Linked DNA regions of Sus scrofa: region 2 is linked to region 1. Evidence: chromatin contacts called from public HiChIP or PLAC-seq data. All regions are on one chromosome and are shown on one strand. The core of a region is the stretch at or near the end of the contact, and the rest is flanking DNA. Distances in the headings are between cores, read along the strand shown. Region 1 overlaps ADGRG6 (adhesion G-protein coupled receptor G6). Region 2 holds the start of VTA1 (vacuolar protein sorting-associated protein VTA1 homolog).

Region 1 (2,950 bases), core at 218-2,717:
TGCAGCAACATGGATGGACCTAGAGATTATCATGTTGTAATGCAGGGGAAATGAATCCAACTAGTATCCATGAGGACACAGGTTCGATCCCTGGCCTCGATCAGTGGGTAAAGGATCCGGCATTGCCGTGAGCTGTGGTATAGTTCGCAGATGCAGCTTGGATCCCGAGTCCCTGTGGCTGTGGTGTAGGCCAGCAACTAAAGCTCCGATTCGACCCCTATCCTGGGACCTTCATATGCCACACACGGCCCTTAAAAAACAATTTTTTTTTTTTACTTTCTAAAAAAAAAAAAAAATTACACGAAAGCAACAAAGAGGGGACTGACTCAAAGCACGGAGTCCACAGCTGCAGCCCAGGCCCACAGAAGCTTCACATCATGCAGTGGAGACAGAGAAGCTCTGAAACATTCATCAGACTGCTCTCAACTCATCACCAGACTGATGGGCCTGGGCCAGATACTCTACGAATTCCCTCTGAAGGGTGACAACCATGCCTGGAGACCAGCAACAAGCATGATCTGACAGAGAAAAGCGTGAAGGGCAGGCCTCTTTGCTAACATCCCCTTCTTCCTCATACCTAATTCCTAAACAGTGCCAGTTTCACCGGAGGCCCCCTCAAACTGCTTAGTCACTTGAGACCGTCACTGCGGTGAAAAGATGAGTCACCCCATTCCACTTTTATGTAACTGACTTTATGACCCCAACGTAGGATTTCATATTTACTGACATCAAATTCAGATCATCTCAAAGGTGTGTGAAGGAATTTATCTACAGGGAGATGCATCAAAGAAACTTCTCAAGACTCTCTAAGGTTTGCTGATTCAATCACAATGGCTCTTCTAATCTGAGGTGTAGAATGAGAAAACGGCCTTTTAGCTGAAAGCTTCAGATGGTAATTGGGAGCACTATGACCCTGACTGAAAAAATAAAAATCCTACAAACATTTACCATCAGACATTATAAATTTCTGTTAGTCACTTAGGCATTATTCTGGCTCTTTCTTCACTTGACACGAATAGTTACACAAGCAGAGTCTTATTTTTAACCTTTCACATATAAGTATTTAACAATTAACAACATTGATACTAAAATGGCTAGGAAAAAAACCTGGCAGACTTATAAAAGGATTATCTATCTATGTATTTGAAAGCCTTTTGATCAAATATAAAAATACGTATAAAAGATATCTAACCCTCCAATACAGACTACCATGTAATTAATATTTCAGAATAATGGCTCGTTCTACTATCATGAGAAAAATTAACACACAAACCAACCAAAAAAAGCACAAGATTCCTTGAGCCCAATCATCTACCTTCCAGAAGCGTGCTGTGCTCTTGGCTAGAAAGTACACAATTCAGGCCAGACTGTACTTTCAGAAACACTTCCCCTTTTAGCTGTTGATGTATCATAGATATCAGAATAGCACTGAACCTTGAAATAATCTGCTGATGTCATGGATTTGCAGGCAAGAAGGTAGGCTCCTCCCACGGTGCTCGTGACTAAGGCTATCTGTGGGGAAACAGGCTCTTCGTTGCTTAGGAAATCGCTGGCTCTTGGCTGTTTGTTTCCCACTCTACTTGAAGCTGTAACCTTCTCTCTGCTTGAGATGTCATCATTCACCTTCAGAGTCAGGGCATATCTAGCTCCATGAAAAAAAGGTTTTTATTTGAAACACCTTTCAGAGAGTCTTACCAAGTGAAGGAAGAGTGGGAGTGATAGCTAAGGGACTAACAGAAAAATATAATATTCACACATGCCAGGAGTCTCTCTGGCCATTTTTTAAATTTTTTTTCATACCAAATAATTTTATCAGGATGTTTGGTCTTTCCAAATTACTAAAGTAACACACGTTCATTCTAACAAAGCAAATAATTCAGAGCTGTATAAAGTTCCATCATCTACCCCCTTCTTACTCCAACCCTCGGATAATCCGTTTTATGACCCAGAGATAATCCATTTTAAAACCTGATGTTTTAGGGAATTCCTGTCGTGGCGTGGGGCAGTGGAAACATATCCGAATAGGAACCATGAGGTCTTGCGTTGCGTTCGATCCCTGGCCTTGCTCAGCGGGTTAAGGATCCAGCGTTACCAATGCAGCTCGGATCTGACGTTGCTGTGGCTCTGGCGTAGGCCCGCAGCAACAGCTCCGATTGGACCCCTAGCCTGGGAACCTCCATGTGCCTCGGGTGCAGCCCTAAAAAGACAAAAGACACACATGCACACAAAACCTGATGTTTTATTAATATGTCCATACAGTCTTTCACAAAAATATACATACACAGTAACCCCTGTTTTGTAGTATAACCCATTACAAATCTAGGATAATCTTACACTGCTCTGGTATTCGCTTCTTAACTTAGTATTATTATCATGGACATCTTTCCAAGCCAATATACACAGGTACACTACATAGTTTGGAATGGCTGCACCATATTTCATGGTATAAACACAAAATAATTTCTATAGCATTCCCTTACTGATGAATAATCAATCTTTACCAACTGTTCGCTAAAACAATGTTATACGCATACACATTTCTCCATATATTTGTTGTGGTTTTTGTTTCCCATCTGTAGAACAGATGGGCATGATACGTCAAAGAACAGCGACATTCTTACTTTTTAAAAAATGTTGTCCAATTACTCTCCCAAAAGATAGAGCCAACAGTATTACTGAAGTTGAGGTAAAAGACACACACTAAGAGTTAGTGTTAGTGTGTGTCTTTTACCTGAACTTCAATAATACTAGATGATATCAACCTTCTAAATACTGTCAAGCTAGTGGGTAAAAAACAATAACATTTTGTAATTTGCATTTCGGGGGGGCAGTTTAAATATTCAACTGTTATTTCCGATGTAGTGCTTATTAAAAGTTATCTCACCACTTGTTAAGAGACAAGGCATTCTTTTTCTATATTACTTTTTAAAATCCTGAAGGGCACAAATCT
Region 2 (2,700 bases), core at 176-2,675, 140 kb after region 1:
CTGTGGTGTAGGTCTCAGACGTAGCTCAGATCTGGCGCTGTCATGGCTGTGGCGTAGGCCCGCAGCTGCAGCTCCGATTAGACCCCTGGCCTGGGAACCTCCATATGCTGTGGGTACGGCCCTAAAAAGGACAAAAGATACATACATACATACATACATAAGAACCTGAATCATGAAGAGTTCTCCAAGTGGAGAAAAAAGGCAGACAACCCAAGAAAGGGAAGAGAGCAGAGGTTTGAAAGGGCCTTGCATATTTGAGAAATCAAAGCGGGAGACACCTGGCGTATGGCAACGATAACAGTGGACAGTATTTTAGCTAATCTTATAATGTCCACAACAGAGGACACATTATATTGAGCTTCTCAAAGCTAAAAGTCCTTTTCAGAAACTTTATAGTTGTTTGGTCACTTGTTTTATATGCAATTAAGTTAGACTATGTAATATAAAATAAAGTTTACTGGACCTACTATCTTCACTGCAAAGGAAAAAGTATGAACAAACTTAATCTGTGTGTTTCATCAACTGTAGATTATGTGTATTACAGTCAACCAAAGTGAGAATACTGCTACCAAACGTCTCAGCCCCAGGTATTATTCAAAGAAGTTAAAACCAAAGATCCTCATTAGTGGGAAAGAGTAGTCTGGATGCAAAAGGAGGAATGGTCTAACCCAAGTGCTTGTTTTGTAGCAGCTACTCTTCATTATGAATTTGTGAATGGACTTGCATGTTGTCACAATTAATCTGCACTTATTACTATGTTCTCAATCAATTCATCTCCCTTTTGTCCACATCACTACTGTCTTTAGGACACTTACCTATGTTTTAACCCCAACTCAATTACTTAACTACTCAGATTAATTCCAGGATATTCAGGGTATTTTCAGGAAACCCTGGTGGGGGCTGGAGGCTCTCGGACGTCCATACAGAAAGAAAACCTTAAGAGCTCATGAGCCTATGTGATCAGTTTAAAAATATTTAAGCACAAGACTGGAGAGCTGGTGGCCACCGCCGTGCTTTTGAAGTTTTGCCTTTCTGGGGCTTGCGGGGTTCCAGAGAGAATGTGGGGATCCCTGAGGAGGGCGGGGCCCTAGGGATTCCCACAGAAGGTCAGAGGGTCAGAGGTCAAAGCTAGGTCTAAAGCCAGGGGGGCGGGGCCTTGACTTAAGAACCAAGAGGCAGTTTTGTGGGCCCGGGAGGGTAATGAGGGCCGCGGCGACACGGACAGACTCACAGTAATATGCCACCACAGGGTCCCGCTTGTCATGCTCCTGAGCCGTCCTCAGATGATGCTGAATGCTCTTAAACTGCGGAGGCAGCGGGGGCAGCGGAGCAAGCGCGGCCATCTCCACCCCAAGAACCACCACTTCCTACTCGCGCGCCGCCGACACTTCCGCTTCCGTCTTCGGAGGGCGCGCGCAAGCACGGGCACAGCAAGTCCCGCCCATTTCCCTGTTGCTCAGCAACAGCAGGTCAATTACGGGTTCCCAACAGGGACAGCCTCCGCTTGTCTGGCTCGTAGCAGTTTAGTGCCCCGAGGAGGCTGAGCAGCTTCGCGGTTAAGCTGCTTATGGCACCAGCGCTCTCTGCTGGCTGCTGGCAGAAGGGAAAAGAGATTGTTTTATTTTCTTTGTTTCCACCCTCGACCCCCCTTTTGTGTCAGAAGATAGAAAGGGAAAAACAAAAAGAAAATAATGATTGTTAATTGGCAGAAAGGGTAAAGGCGTGAATTGCCTTTGGCATCATTCAGGAATTTTCTCTTCCAGTTCCTCAGGTTGTACTAATAGAGTCCCTAGAAGCCTTTCCAATTTTAGAAACTTTAAATGCAATTCTTGCGTAAGATGAGAGATGATGTGTTTAAAATGTTGAATTACACTTTTTTGTGTTGACACATTGGATAAAATAACCAGCCGCTTTTTTAACTTAAATACTAAACACGTTAAGCTTAAAAAAAAATTGAACTTTTTTTTTCTGAGCTGGTTACCACAAACACTAGTGAATGAATAATTTGTAGGTCGGTAGTTTCTGGAGAGTGATGAACTATTTGCAAAGTCTTTTGACAGTTATTATCTTGTGATTGCACAGATAAGGCGTTCAAATAATAATTCTTGTTCAATGCTGCCGACTCGTACTTTGTAGGTAGGCATCAACTTTTCCCATCACTGTTACCATCAGTGACATCAATTATTTTTCTCTCCTCTCCATCCTATAATTTTTCAGGACTTTACTCTTTATTTACCTCCTCCAATACCCTTCATCTTTATTTATTTTATCTCAGTCCCCAGTTTTGAGAGTTCATCTTAAAACTAATTTTCATGGAAATTGCACCATCTCAAAGAAACAAGATCTCAAGCTCTGAAATTTCCATCTGCCTATTCTCTAATCCACACTCCACCCATCCTATCCCACCCGTGACCTCAGCAGAACCTGCTCCTTGTCCTGTATAACCTCCAGTCCACATCTTTTGTCTATCCATGTTTGCAGACTACATCATCTTATCAGGAGGCTGCCTTTTTTCTTTTTTTTGCAATGAACTGAATTCTGTATTCTCCCCAATTTCAGCAACACATTCATTACCACTTGAGAACGTGTGTACTGTGGACTGAATATTTGTGTCTCCCCAAAATTTGTGTGTTGAAACTGAATGCCAAAGGTGGGGCCCTTGGCATATGGTTAGGTCGTGCACACAGAGCCTTCATGAAT

Evidence for each region. HiChIP or PLAC-seq counts read pairs in DNA pulled down with a chosen protein or histone mark.
Region 2: an H3K27ac HiChIP or PLAC-seq map of alveolar macrophages shows a contact between it and region 1. The contact joins the promoter of VTA1 here to the enhancer-like site in region 1. A contact is called at or near these places in 1 of 5 promoter capture datasets (liver), 5 of 47 Hi-C or Micro-C datasets (embryonic fibroblasts, fibroblasts, liver and 1 more) and 1 of 2 datasets of contacts at active chromatin or transcription factors (alveolar macrophages).

Annotation. Positions count from the first base shown.
Region 1 is chr1:22,787,369-22,790,318 of Sscrofa11.1, forward strand. All of the region lies in intron 3 of ADGRG6 (adhesion G-protein coupled receptor G6), which reads right to left. Among named protein-coding and RNA genes, the nearest start is that of ADGRG6, 13 kb to the right of the region's middle. Within about 2 kb of position 1,468, at least 21 of the 83 cell types and tissues checked have an H3K27ac peak or open chromatin away from gene starts, as enhancers often do. A contact at or near this core is called in alveolar macrophages, embryonic fibroblasts, liver and 1 more, where this site is marked.
Region 2 is chr1:22,922,436-22,925,135 of Sscrofa11.1, forward strand. It overlaps VTA1 (vacuolar protein sorting-associated protein VTA1 homolog), which reads right to left and starts at 1,426. Exons shown (of 8, transcript XM_021087275.1): 1 at 1,232-1,426. The coding sequence starts at 1,343.